Linked DNA regions of Sus scrofa: regions 1 and 2 are each linked to region 3. Evidence: chromatin contacts called from public Hi-C and HiChIP or PLAC-seq data. All regions are on one chromosome and are shown on one strand. The core of a region is the stretch at or near the end of the contact, and the rest is flanking DNA. Distances in the headings are between cores, read along the strand shown. Region 1 has its middle 70 kb from the start of TAB2. Region 2 has its middle 93 kb from the start of TAB2. Region 3 overlaps TAB2 (TGF-beta-activated kinase 1 and MAP3K7-binding protein 2).

What was found. Hi-C and Micro-C count contacts between places; a contact is called where the count stands out from the background. HiChIP or PLAC-seq counts read pairs in DNA pulled down with a chosen protein or histone mark.
Region 1: a Hi-C map of skeletal muscle shows a contact between it and region 3, with 4 times the contacts expected there. The contact joins two enhancer-like sites. A contact is called at or near these places in 2 of 47 Hi-C or Micro-C datasets (both in skeletal muscle) and 1 of 2 datasets of contacts at active chromatin or transcription factors (alveolar macrophages).
Region 2: an H3K27ac HiChIP or PLAC-seq map of skeletal muscle shows a contact between it and region 3. The contact joins two enhancer-like sites. A contact is called at or near these places in 2 of 47 Hi-C or Micro-C datasets (both in skeletal muscle) and 1 of 2 datasets of contacts at active chromatin or transcription factors (skeletal muscle).

The regions. Positions count from the first base shown.
Region 1 is chr1:16,679,361-16,683,811 of Sscrofa11.1, forward strand. No RefSeq gene overlaps it. Among named protein-coding and RNA genes, the nearest start is that of TAB2, 70 kb to the left of the region's middle. Within about 2 kb of position 1,866, at least 19 of the 83 cell types and tissues checked have an H3K27ac peak or open chromatin away from gene starts, as enhancers often do. A contact at or near this core is called in skeletal muscle, where this site is marked.
Region 2 is chr1:16,702,482-16,707,101 of Sscrofa11.1, forward strand. No RefSeq gene overlaps it. Among named protein-coding and RNA genes, the nearest start is that of TAB2, 93 kb to the left of the region's middle. Within about 2 kb of position 2,215, at least 3 of the 83 cell types and tissues checked have an H3K27ac peak or open chromatin away from gene starts, as enhancers often do. A contact at or near this core is called in skeletal muscle, where this site is marked.
Region 3 is chr1:16,532,606-16,537,176 of Sscrofa11.1, forward strand. It overlaps TAB2 (TGF-beta-activated kinase 1 and MAP3K7-binding protein 2), which reads right to left. Exons shown (of 8, transcript XM_013992499.2): 8 at 759-2,721. The coding sequence ends at 2,579. Among named protein-coding and RNA genes, the nearest start is that of ZC3H12D, 71 kb to the left of the region's middle. Within about 2 kb of position 2,861, at least 5 of the 83 cell types and tissues checked have an H3K27ac peak or open chromatin away from gene starts, as enhancers often do. A contact at or near this core is called in skeletal muscle, where this site is marked.

The DNA.
Region 1 (4,451 bases), core at 616-3,115, 150 kb after region 3:
TTTAGGCAGTCATTTCCCTGTGGGATAGGAGCACATCACTGATTTAAAAAAAAGTTCAGTGGCCACTGTATAACTTTTAATGTGTAAAGGCTCAAGAAAGGGGGATGGCTATGCAGAGAGATTTGTTGCAGCGTTGCTTGGAGAGCTGCAAAGCTGGAAGCCATCCATCAGGAGGGAAGGGTGAAGTACCAACAGTGTGGACACCGTGCTGAAGGGTAGACGGTGAAGGATACTTAAGTGGGCAAAGCAAGCGACGCAATAAAGGATGTGCTGCTTGCACAGTTGTCACAGGAGCGACCAATCGCCTCGAGTTTGTGCACAGGTATTGTTATCTCCTTGGACAAGCGTGGATAAAAGTATTACCTCCTCAGGAAAGTAAGGTTGGAAGGGTGTTAGGAGGAGAAATAACTTTTAATTGATGTAACTATGGGCTCTCTTCTTGAGTTAGACAAGTTTGCATTACTTCTGTAACGTGAAATTTGATTTTCTAAATACATTAAGGAAACAATTTGAACCAGATAGCAAAAGGAAGGAGAAACAAAGAAAAATGTCATGGTGCTGTCGCATCCTATAGTATAATATAAAACTACATTTTTTTGGGCATGCGGAAGTTTCCAGGCCAGGGATCGCGCCTGCATCAAAGCAGTGACAACTGTGGATTCTTAACCTCTGGGCCCCCAGGGAACTCCGAAACTGCAATTTAGAGTGATGTGCTGTGAGATAATGGCATCCAAGCTCTTCTGTCGTGAATGTTCAGGAGACTTAAACAACACGCCACGGTGATCTGATGGCCATGAGCCCTCTGGTCATCACCACGTGTGCCAAGGGGGCTCTTCGCCTGGTTTGAAAAGCCAAAGGCCCACTCCATCCAATCACCATCCACTTTCCGAAAGCTGAATCTTTCAGCTCCACTGACATGCACCCCGCCCTCCAATGTCACGCACTCCCTCTGTCACTTCCCAAAGTCCATGACTCGAACCCTCTCCCACAAAAGGCACTTCACACCTGCCTGGCAAACTCTTAGCATCTCGGTGAAGGGTGGGCCCCTGCAGCTGGATGCCTGAGCTCAAACACCAGCTCTGTGACTGGGAGCTCCAGGATTCATGCCCTCAGGTTACCCAAAGTCTAAGAGTGAGGGGTAAGGGTAGAAGTTTTCATCGAGAGAATCATGGACGAAATATACCCAGGACACTGTGCAGGCAGCTGAGGGAACAAGAAGGCAGGAGTCAAAAAGCCGTGTCCTGGGAAGAGGTGGTGCCCAGACGGACGAGGGAGATGAGTGGGAGGGAAGGCAAGCAGTGTCTATAGCAGGACATAGCAACTGGCTCCATCTCTCTGTGCTTTAAGACATAGGGATCATACTGGGTCTATACACAGGTCTTAGGAGAATGAAACAAGTTAATACATTAAAAAAGGTTTAGAGAAGAGGCTACATTGATGCTGGATGGGTGGAAAGAACCCTGGTTGGAGAAATCCCTATCAGAGACCCTTCTTTATTTAGGCTGTTTCCAAATACTCTAGGAAGCCTCAGTGCTAGTGTTTGCATATTGGTACACCTGGAAGTACTCACACGTTATGGGTATACAGTGCCTCATTTATTGTTCTTTATATAGTCACGTTCCAACTTAAATTGTGTGCTTCTCGGTGCATGGTGTGTATTTACCTTCTCTGATGTTTTATTCTGTTGCCCATTAAGAGAGCCTACGCCTGACTGTTTTGCCTAATGAGATGGGGGACTCCCGGAGGGAAGAAGCATAGAGTGATTTCTCTTGGGGTCTCCTAAAGACCGTGACCCCCATTTCAAGGGCTTGTTTTCAGAGTGCACAACATAATGAGAGAAAAGGAACTCACCCTTAAATGAAGAACCTTCGATCAGCTATGCCCAGGTCCACGTTTCAGTTTCATTTCCTTTCACCGACTCCTCCCCTTTGATGGTGTACCAAAGTGAAAACAATCAGGAGAGGTAGGATCCTTAAAATGAACTCTTAAAGGGACGTGGTTAGGAAGAGATTCCCTTCAAAGAACAGCCCTTTAGTTTCAGGGAACCCTTTCAGTCAAGCCAAAAGCTTGGGTTAAGTCAACAAGTTGCAAAGACAGATCATTCCTATTCTGTTTAAAGAGAAAACATCACATGATAGGGTAGAAGGGCTCCGATGAAGTGTCTCCTGTCTTTTAGGTTATGGGGGCGGGGAAAGGTTTGCGCAAACCTATTTCCGTTTCCTAGTACACAGAAACTAGATACAATATCAATCTGTTATAAATAAACATGATATCCCCTCCAACATTCGTCAGTGCTTCTGACCAGTCAACTTGATCCGTGCAAACGAGATGCCTTGAAAACCCTGTCCTGGATTTTAGAGCTGAAGAAGATATACTGATTATAAAAATATTTTTATGTCATTATATATCTTAATAAAACAACACTCATGTCTGGAGTGTACGTCAGTCTGGAAAGCCTGCCCAAAGCCAGATCTATTTATTTAAATCCGGAAAGGCAAACGGCCATGCTGGCAGCCTTTCAGCTCATCATGCTCTCATGGTTGAATGCAGATAATAATAATTGGGGTGCACCCCAGCAGATTTCTGAAAGGAGGGAATTAACCCCTATGTTTACGTTATGAATCAGCAGGGAACTATTTCAGACTCTGAGACCGACAGCAGGCACAGCTGATTCTTCTCTTTAGACTTCAAACACACGTGGAGTTCTTACTGGAGTTTCAGACTCCGATTCTAATTTCTGGGAATGCCACTTTATAACGAAGTGATGAAAGGGCTGGGTTCCCAGCGTTAACAGTTGGCTGTTCCTCCTGAGGAAGAGACCTGGCCACCCTTGGATGGTTTGTCCAGGAATTTAATGGCTCCTCTTGGTCTAACAGTCTCCTGGAGAGGAGATGGGCCATCCTAATGTCAGACCATTTTCTCCAAGGCAAAACAGCCCCAGACCAGAAGCTCGCCCCAAGAGAAGCGTTACATGGTCCCCAAGAAAATGGTGTTTATTTCACATCAGAAGTTCTCTTAAACCATTCATTTGGGGACACTCCAACTTTGTTGGCAGCTCAACCCCAGAGGAAATGTCTCCTGCTGGGGATTGTAGATGTTATTAAATCTTCAATTTACTTTCATCGGGAGAAATTCGCTTCTTATTTACTCAAGGACAACTTTAGGTACCTTGGCATAACACACACTAACTGCTATGGATTGAACATTTGTGTACCCCCCAAATTCCTATGTTGAAGGCTTAACCCCCAAGGTGATGGTATTTGAAGGTGAGGCCTTTGGGAAGTAAAGTTTAGGTAAAATAAGGAGTATGGGGCCCCAATAATGGAGTGAGTGCCCTTATAAGACGAGGAAGAGAGCAGTAGGTTAAAGGATCGGATTTAGTCCTTGGCCCGGGAACTTCCATATGCCATGGGTGTGGCCATTAAAAAAATTAATAAAAACAACAAAAAAAGGAGTTCCCTTTGTGGCTCAGTGGTTACCACACCCAACTCGTATCCATGAGGACACAGGTTTGATCCCTGGCCTTGCTCAGTGGGTTAAGGATCCGGCATTGCCGTGAGCTGTGGTATAGGTCGAAGATGCGCCTTGGATCCCATGTTGCTGTGGCTGTGGCATAGGCCAGTGGCTACAGCTCCTATTGGACCCCTAGCCTGGGAATCTCCATATGCTATAGGTTCATCCCTAAAAAGATAAAAGACCAAAAAAAAAAAATTAAGAAAAAAAGAAGAGGAAGAAACTAGGATGCTCTCTCTCTGTCTTCCCCCCTCTCTTTCTCTCTCTCTCCCCTCCACCATGTAAGGATGCAGCAAGAAGACTGCTGTCAGCAAGCTGAGAAGTGGTTCTCAACAGACACCGAATCTGCGGGCATCTTGATCTTGGACTTCTCAGCTTCCAGGACTGTGCGAAATAAATGTGTGCCGTTTCAGCAGCCCCGTCTATGGTCTTTTCTTATAGCGGCCCAAACAGGCAACAAGCCAGTAAAAATAAATAGCAAAAAAAAGTGGTTCATTTAGATTTCAAAATGCAAATTGGTTTTGATTTATATTTTAAAACTACTTCTTATGGACATTAGCATTCATGGGACCAAGGGTGATATTTATCTCAAACCTTAAGTGACTCTTGTGGTATTATATTCCTGTGGGGGAGGAAAAAAAAGAATTAACCAAATTGGATAAAGGTGATTATTGGGTCGAATATGACTAGAGACCAAAGACTAGAACTGGCGTCGTCAAGCGGATTGTGTAAATTTAAGCCTGGTCTCTGCAAGAGCCTTGTTTGAATACAGATCTGTTTAACTGGCCGGAAGGAGGCATGAGTTGGGTAGGGACCCAACCACTGCACAGAGATTAGTTTATCAGTTTCCTAACGGAAAGCGGAGCACAGGCAGATGGTATGTGATAGGGAAGATGACTGAAGAAAGAAGCCTGGGGCAGGCGGCAGAGGATGTGGTA
Region 2 (4,620 bases), core at 965-3,464, 170 kb after region 3:
GCACTTGGTCGGCCTGGCCCCGCTTCTGCCTTTGGAGCTTCTGAAGGGAAAGGCCTCAGCAGGACGGAGTCCTTTTCACTTCAGCAACCACCCCGGGCCTAGTGCCTGCTTATTTTCCCTGCTTATCCTCTTGAACTTTTAATGCTTTGATCTTGGCTTCTTAGCTGTTAATATTCTGCTTCTCAAATTCTGCTTGTTTTTGGAATGCCTGAAATGCTACGCTTTATTTTCTCCCAATTCTTAAGCAATGGGAGGACCTAACACCAAAACTTTTTCATTCCCAGGCTCCAGCAGGGTGCACGACCTGCTTTCTGCTGACTCCCTGGTGACGTTAATAGTGGATGAAGTTGACTCGGTGGGGGGATGATGGATAAGACCCTTCAATTTAAAATTTGTGACCCCTGCTGTCCTCAGCTTTGGGACAAATAAAATCCCCATTTCTCGTCTAAAAGAGTGATTGATCCGCAAGAGGGTGAGAAGTCCTAAGGGAGGCAGCCAGCTGCCTTGCAGCCCAGCTCTGATCCTGCCAAAAACTGCAGGAGGACAGTTTGCTTTGGTTTCTTGATCTGCCTTGGGTCCCATAGGCCATGTCAAAAAACTTCAGGCTCCCTTTGGAATCTGGAAGATCCTGAATATTTCCCTGAGACGTTGTCCACTTTTTCACGAACAGATCCATCATTTTCCCCTCCCGGTTTCCTGATGTACAAATTAGATTTCATGATAGTAAAACTTGAAAACCCAGATGGATTTTTTTAAGACTCGAAGCAACGTCTCTGGTTGTCATTTCTGATATTTCAAAAGATACGTGTCCCAGTTGCCCTCCTTTTACAAATAATTACAAATGCTCCATTTCTGCTGTGTGGTACGTACACACTTGAAAGCCGAGAAATTGTCCATTTGCTGTTGTTCTGTTTGGCTTTAATGTACATAGCACCTTTAAGTTATAAATACATTTTCGCTGCAAATACTAGCTTTAAAAAAGTCTTCAATAGAAATTATAGGCACTTGACCAAGACACAAATTCCAGAAAGAGACCGATTAATCCCAGCATCCTGTATCTCCATCGGAATGAAAAATGGCCCAAGAGCATCGTACGCTATCAATTACACTGACACATTCGAAAAAATATGTATGTAGGAGAAAATACCTTAATTCTTTTGTCAGTTCTCCTTTTACTTTTTAAGAGTCTGCTTGACTCCCAAATAAAGGTATGTAGGGCAGCCTTAACCTATGTATCAACCTGTCCATGATTTAAAAAGGCAAAGCAGGGAGCTCCTGTCATGGTGCAGAGGAAATGAATCTGACTAGGAACCATGAGATTGCGGGTTCAATCCCTGGTCTCGTTCAGTGGGTGAAGGATCTGGCGTTGCCGTGAGCTGTGGTGTAGGTCGCAGACACGGCTTGGATCTGGCGTTGCTGTGGCTGTGGTGTAGACCAGCAGCTGTAGCTCCGATCGGACCCCTAGCCTGGGAATATGCCGTGGGTGCGGCCCTAAAAGGACAAAAAAATAAAAATATAAAATAATAATAAAGGCAAGGCAAAGAGCACTCTTCGCCTGCCATTTTAGGACTAGTTTCTTCCTGTTGCTCTTTCCTGCTTTGAGACACTTGTGTTCTTCCTCCCCCCTTGTGGCACTGTGGGCTGGCACGCTTCCCAGGATGGGCACCAGATGAGCTGGCTGAATGTTCCCTCCATTTAATCTGAGTGAGAACCACGGTACGTGGCGCTGCAAGTTACCCTAAACCAAAGATTACCAGGAGCAAAAGGAAAACAGGATCCATCATTTTTTCGGGAGTTCAGCCCGGGAGCCACAGACACGCACGTCAGTGTTTGACAGTACAGATAGGAAGATTTATGGGAACAATCCATGTGATTTGACCTGATCCAGGAAAGAGTTTGGGGGGAGTTTTAGAGGGCAACATGAATGCATTTTTTTTTCTAAAAATAGAGTTTCTCTTCCAAAAAGGGAGACTTTGGTGAGCTTCCAAAATGATTGGGTCACCATACTGTAAGATAATACTTCAATGCAATTAGCTCCTTGTACTGTCCGAAGTGTGTGCCAGAAATACATGACTATGGCTCGTTCATTATCACCTTTCCCAGCTCATGGGCCACGATAACCATCATTTTCTTCCAAGGTCAGCTGTGGTTCCCGCACTGAGGACTGTCTAGGTATATTTAACTTTGGGGATGGGTCCAACATGCCACTTGAAAAGAAGATCGTATTGTTTTTCCTGCTTTCCATTTCTGAAAAGGCGAGGCTTTGGCCAGTGCGTACTCGACATATCTGGCTGCAAACAGATTACTAGGAGCCAGGAAATGTGGTGCCCAATTTCAGCGTTCACTTAAGTAAAATTATTTATGACAGTCCCTCCCGTTTTTTTTTTTTTTTTTTTCTTTTTTCTAACAGGGGAGATCTGTAGTCTCAGCCAGATTGAAGGAATATTTGCATCTTGACTCAGCTACTGATGCATTTGAAGTATGGCCTTGGAGGTTTAGACTGGCTACGGTATATAAGACATTGAGCGAAGTGTCCAGAAAATGGGACGCATTCATCTAAAACATCACTAAATCAAGTTCTTGAATAATCACAGAACTTAACTTTTTTTTTTTCTTTTTTCTTTTTTCAGGGCTGTACCCTCAGCATATGGAAGTTCCCAGGCTAGGGGTCAAATTGGAGCTGCAGAGGCTGGCCCACAGCACAGCCGTAGCAATGTGGCATCTGAGCCGCGCCTGTGACCTACACCACAGTTTATGGCAACGCCGGATCTCTGACCCACCGAGTGAGGCCAGGGATCGAAACTGTATCCTCATGGATACTAGTCACATTCGTTTCTGCTGCAACCATGGGAACTCCACATCTCTTTCTTTCTTTCTTTCTTTCTTTTACGTAAGCGACTGAAACAATGACCAAAGAACTCACCAGAATGATAGGATCCACACCAGGCATTTCATCCCAGAAAACCTGGATGATGGAGATTTGAGTCGAGAGACTTGTCATTTATTACCGCCCAAGTTTGCCTTACAAACGGAAAACATTTTCTAATGGATTGGGATGGGACAGAGAATCTGGACCATACTTTAGGAAATGGCAGGATAAAGAACGACAAGAAGCAGACCCTCCAATTTGGAAGCTCAGGAGGGTTCTAGAACTATTGCATGTCAGAGCTGGAAGAGTCTTAGAGATTAGCCGTTTTGATTTCTCTGGAGTTGCACCGGTTCTGCAAAAGCCAAAAAAAAAAAAAAAAAAAAAAAAAAAAAAGGAAGGAGATGGAGGAAAAGATCATCTGAGATGCTGTCCTCCTTGATGTGTCAGGAAGTTCTGAGAACCAACTTTCACAGCAGGAACACAGAATGGGCTCTGCTGCCTGCACTGAAACAGCTGGTGAAGCCCCATATTCTTACCCTACAGCCCTGTGTGATGAAACGATCTTTTGACATCAATAAGATTGTCTTTTGAGTTTATAATTTCTTGCATGACGATTTTTACTCAGCAAACAAAGAATTTTTTCTTATTAGATTTGATCTTGGTTCAGAAAATGACACTGTTGCAAAGAATAATGATTGGAAGGAGGTGGTGGTCACAGTCTAACAGAGAGATGGATTTTTAATACTCTTGATCTTGCTGTCAACTTTCCTTATTAATTAGTAATTCCTAACAGATGGGATATGGATTACTTAGGGAAAATGATTCCAGCATTCTTTTCTAACTGTACAGAACCTGAGACGTGTGTGTGTGTGTGTGTGTGTGAGAGAGAGAGAGAGAGAGAGAGATGCAGAGAGATGCAGAGAGAGAGAGATGCAGAGAGATGCAGAGAGAGGCAGAATTGCACTGTTGCCCTTAGCTAGGCATCAGCAAGAAAACTATGGATAACACTTCTAATTATCTGCGAGTTCCCTATTTTCAAAGGGAGTACCTGTTAGATACATTCGTGGGGTCAAGAGGGGGTGAATAATGTCCCCCAAGTCTGTGGATAATGGAAAGCAGGAGTTGGAATCCTAGCATTTCTGAAGGTCAGACCTGGGCTCAGAGAATCAAGAAATCATTTTTCTCCTGTGTTCATTCCAGGATTGATTATCCAGCAGAACCTATTTTACTTTAGCTTGATAAAGAACTTTTTTTACTCCCTCCTCCCTCGAACAAGTAGAATTTTACCCAGTACGTTAAAAGCTGCAGCTGGAGAGTGTGTTATTGTCTCATGGCAAGAGGGCAGGGGTAGACAATGTCCGGCTTCGGAGGGCTCACCCCAAGTTCAGAGTAGCTGTGGTTCTCCGGGTGTGATCTGTGGACCCCTGGGTGCCCCCGAGGCCTTTCAGGGAGATTCATGAGGTCAAACTACATTTTATGACACTGAGATGTCCTTTACATTTACCCCGGGTTGGCTTTCACATCCGTGATGCACTAGCACGATGGGTAAAGCTTCAAAGTCAAGGCAGTGGTACCAGCCTGTCTCAGCAATTGTTGCAAACTTTACTGTCCTTGCTTGTAAAATATGCTAGTTCCATTTAAGAGTGCCCTTATGAAGCAGTAAAGTGTCTTCATTGCACTGGTCTTGATTCTCGGTGAAAGGTCTTTTTTAACATTTTGACATAAAGCACTTTGCTACCTACAGAAGTACA
Region 3 (4,571 bases), core at 1,611-4,110:
GATCTGATCCCTGGCCTGGGAACTCCATATGCTGAGGGGTGGCCAAAAAAGAAAAAGCGAGAAAAGAAAGTTTCCCTGAGAAGTCCAATTTCCATGCACCACTAATTGCCCACCTCCTCTTTAAATACAGAGAATATCAGTACCTGAGGATGATTAGCAATGAGAAACAAAGTCCATCTTTCCATCTGAGCTGCTGAGTAACTGTAATTCTATTTTGGTGCAAGACTTTCTGAAGGTGGTCTCCATGTCCAGGCCTCACAGTCCCCCGCAAAGAATATTTATGTCCTACTAAGTTTAAAAGACCAATCAAGGCAGGGCTTTCTATAAGTAATGTCATAACAAGATCAGTAAGTGTTGCTTTGCTCTTTTCAAGCTCAGAAAACCTGAGTTATAATTTTCTGAGAACTCTTAACGGAAAGGTTCTCTTCAAGAGAAGCACTACTATCCTCAGCACTGATACCCAGTCTGATGGAGCCAATATTAACTAAGTGACTACTCAGGCTAAATGGCCCAGGAAATCACGTTTTCAACAATGGGGTAAACTTAAAAAACCCAAAAGAAATGAAATGACTAGAAAATGAGTTTTCTCTGACTTCAATTAATAAACAAATATTCTGCCAGGGGATAAATTATCTCCTGTCCCACAAACTTTAAAAACAAGTCACAAAATCCACATTAGAATATAAGTTTTTTAATTTTTATAAATAACTTATCTGTTACAAAGATAGTTTACCCAGCTAAATCACAAAACCATCAACTCAAGATATCCAAATTACGTTTTATTAATAAAACAAGTAAAAACTGATTTATCAATCTTCACATAGAACTGCAGATGAAGCTGAAAAACAAGGCCTATTTTTAAAACAAAATGCATCAAATGTAAGGGCTTTGGGCTTATTGTCTAATTAACTAGGATTGTCATAGTTCTTCCCATATACAAGATGTAAAGCCTAGAAGTTAAGGCTTTGACATTCATATAGAATCACCTGTAATAATTTCGTTTATTTAAAAAATATTCATTTGCAAACATTTACAGTGGGTGACAGTCTACATTATCTATCTCTTGCTACATTACAGCACTTCCTTTAGCCCCGTTCTAAGCATTGATATATAATTTCATAATTCTGTTTGTTTAAATGCATACTGTTATTTCTTTTTCTTGATTTCATTTAGTTATATACATTCCTGATCATCTGAATACTTATTTTCCTTATAAAAATATATCATCAAAATAAAGAGATGCTTGAGGTTGCTTCAGTGTTCAAGTCTGCTTGTTTTTCTTTTTTCCAGCTTTTCTTCAGTTGTCCTAAATATGACTAGCCTTGTTTATAAATACAGAAGATACTGCCACCAAGTCAGGTTTAGAAATGGACTGCCCCAACAGTAAAGCATATAAATTTCTCTCCAAAAAAAGGGCTGTAGGTACTGCTATTGTTGCTGGTTTTGAAACTGTACTTTCCCAACAGTAATCTCTGGTGAAAGTTCTGTGGGACACCGGCAGGTAAAGCAAGCTTAACCTTGTTGCTGTCAGTGGGTTAAAAATATCTTTTGTTTTAGGCTTCCTTGTGGAAGATAAAATACTGAATTGTGCTACCCACTGAGAAGGTCAGTATATAGTGTGACCTACAGACATAAGTCTTGTAATATTGTTTGCAGTTCACTGTGCAGCATCGTATGTCTTCACAGAACATCGGCACTTATGAGGGCAAAGTACAGAGGAAGGAGAGGAAAGTTATTTTGTGCATGGTTTCATTTCATTAATGCTTTTTTCTTTTAAGGCATTGCTTCGCTCAGGTAAGGCTTAAAAAGGGACATGATCGTGCTTAATCACTAAAAGGAAAAAAGAAAATTAGTTAACAAAAGACTATTACACTATACATATAGAAATATAAGAAAATAATAAGGAAGAAAAGAAATCACTTAAAGCAGACTCAAGAGATCTGTACAGTAGGAAAAGCTCTGGGGATATTTCACTCCATGTTTGTACAGACAATGCATGCTGCTTTCCTGTTCATCTTTAGACCCTAGATGCTGGCTTCACAGAGTGGAGACATTTTCAGGGAAGACAAAGACAAAGGCCAAGAGTACCACAGATTTGTGAACTTCTTCCCCTATCCATTGGCACTAAGCGGCAGCACACAGTTTTTAAATAGTTAAACCTTGTTCCTTTTCTTCATGTTTGTAGTGTTTCACCAAAGCTTTAAGGAAAAAAAGCTACTGTCTATTCCTTCCTCCTGTCAAAATTCAGTAGTGACATGAGGGGAAAAGGCACCGGGAACACTCAGGCATGGATATACTGAGAGTTATCCACAACGGGCTGCGGGTAACACTGTACATGGTTAGGCAGCGGGCAACCGAGTCTTTCAGCAGATCCCCTTTCATGTGATGACTTTCAACTGCCTGTGACATTAGACTGAGGTATTATTAGCTCTGTGGGCTGACGTTTGACACTAGCACGACACCATCTTGCTGCACCTTCAATTTGACAAAATCCTAAGCAGTGAAACTCTCCCCCTGATGACAGACTGGTTTCTTGAACTTCAGATGTGGTTTTAGAGAAGACACAGGGCCTCTTGGCTCAGAAATGCCTTGGCATCTCACACTGTTCACAACGGATTAAGGCTGGATGGTTCAAAAAAGTACAGGCAGTACAATTCCACTGAGCCCCCTCGTCATCTTCTGTGTCTTGAGACTTTGGGGTTTTGATGGAGGACCTTTGATCTGTAAGGAAGCAAAAGAATTATTTTAGAAGCAAAAATCACAAAGCCATAAATTACTGACAACTTGAAACAATCTTTGTACTGCCCAGCATGAAGGAGCTTGTTAACCAAATGAAGCTTCTAGCTGAAACGGATACACATGCTTGATCCTCAGCAGCCTCTATCAGGCTGGCACTTCTTAGCTGGGAAATCGCAACACAGACATGACATAATCAGCTCAGAATCACCTCAAAGGGGAAAAGAGCATCATCTCTCCCAACTTGCAGCAGGAGAAAAGGGAAATCAATTAGCAAATGGCTAAGATTCCCACAAAATCACCCAAGACCTCAAAAAGGTGTCCAACTACAATGCAATACTCGTAAGTGCATTTATTGTGTCTCATGTTCCACCGAAGTAGTATTTGTAGTTCTGTTTTCTACCAGGAATGGAAGTTTTTTTTTTTTTTTGTCTTTTTTGTTGTTGTTGTTGCTATTTCTTGGGCCGCTCCCACGGCATATGGAGGTTCCCAGGCTAGGGGTTGAATCGGAGCTGTAGCCACCGGCCTACGCCAGAGCCACAGCAACGCGGGATCCGAGCCTCACCTCGTCTGCAACCTACACCACAGCTCACGGCAACACCGGATCCTTAACCCACTGAGCAAGGGCAGGGATCGAACCCGCAACCTCATGGTTCCTAGTCGGATTCGTTAACCACTGCGCCACGACGGGAACTCCAGGAATGGAAGTTTTTATTAAATGTTCTCTATCTGCTAAAAATCTAAGCTTGAACACCAGTAAGATATAAAGATGAACTAATTTCTAAAATCTTTTTACTATTTAACTAAATATCAGCGATAAACACTGGAGAAGTTAATCAGTGTAAAATTTTACCATACTCTATTTCTCATTTTATTTTAAAATTGTATTTATTATGGAACGGTAGAAAGAATACGAGGTTGAGAATTGTGAGAACTGCGCCTTTGCTACTAACTCTCTCCCTTTTTTTTGGTCTTTTTAGGGCCGCGTGGCATATGGAGGTCCCCTCAAAGTGGAGCTCTAGCCACTGGCCTATACCACAGCCACAGAATGTGGGATCCGAGCTGCTTCTCTGACCTATACCACAGCTCACGGCAACGCTGGATCCTTAATCCATTGAGTGAGGGCAGGGATTGAACCTGTGTCATCATGGATACTAGTCAGATTCATTTCCACTGAGCCAGGATGGGAACTCCCTACTAACTCTTGATTTCTTTGCTCTGTGATCTTAGATAAATCATGAATCCTCTAGGTATAATCTTTCTTACTTATAAAGTCACTGCAGCTTTAAATCAACTATAAGGAAAAAAATTTTTAAAAAAATGAAATAAATTAGGAAAAATAAAGCCACTGCAGCTTTAAGAGGCCAATGTTCTAGAATGTTTGAATGGTCAGAAGTATCTTAAATCTAAGAATAATTACATTCCTCAATGACTGTGTCTAAGACGAAGTTAAATTTACAAAACAACTTTTTTTGGGGGGAGGGAGGTCTCATTATAATTTATAATAGTATTCCTACAAATTATTTTGGGGAGATTTAAAGTAAATGGAGCACGCATTGTTGGACTTCTCCTGTCAAGGTATATCGTTTGTAGTTCTAAACTATGTTAAAATAATGGATATTAATTTGCAAATTCCACCTATTCCCCTGAACTAGTAACTACAAGATGCCTTTTCTGCTATTTCAACAAACTATTATATACAATACACGAAAACATAAAAATTTAAAATGATTAAGTGATGTCTGGCACTTTGCACCCCTTTAGCAGCACTTTATTTACTGATCAGTCTTAAATATTTTATTGCAAAATTCCCACTTCAGGCATTGTCAGAATTT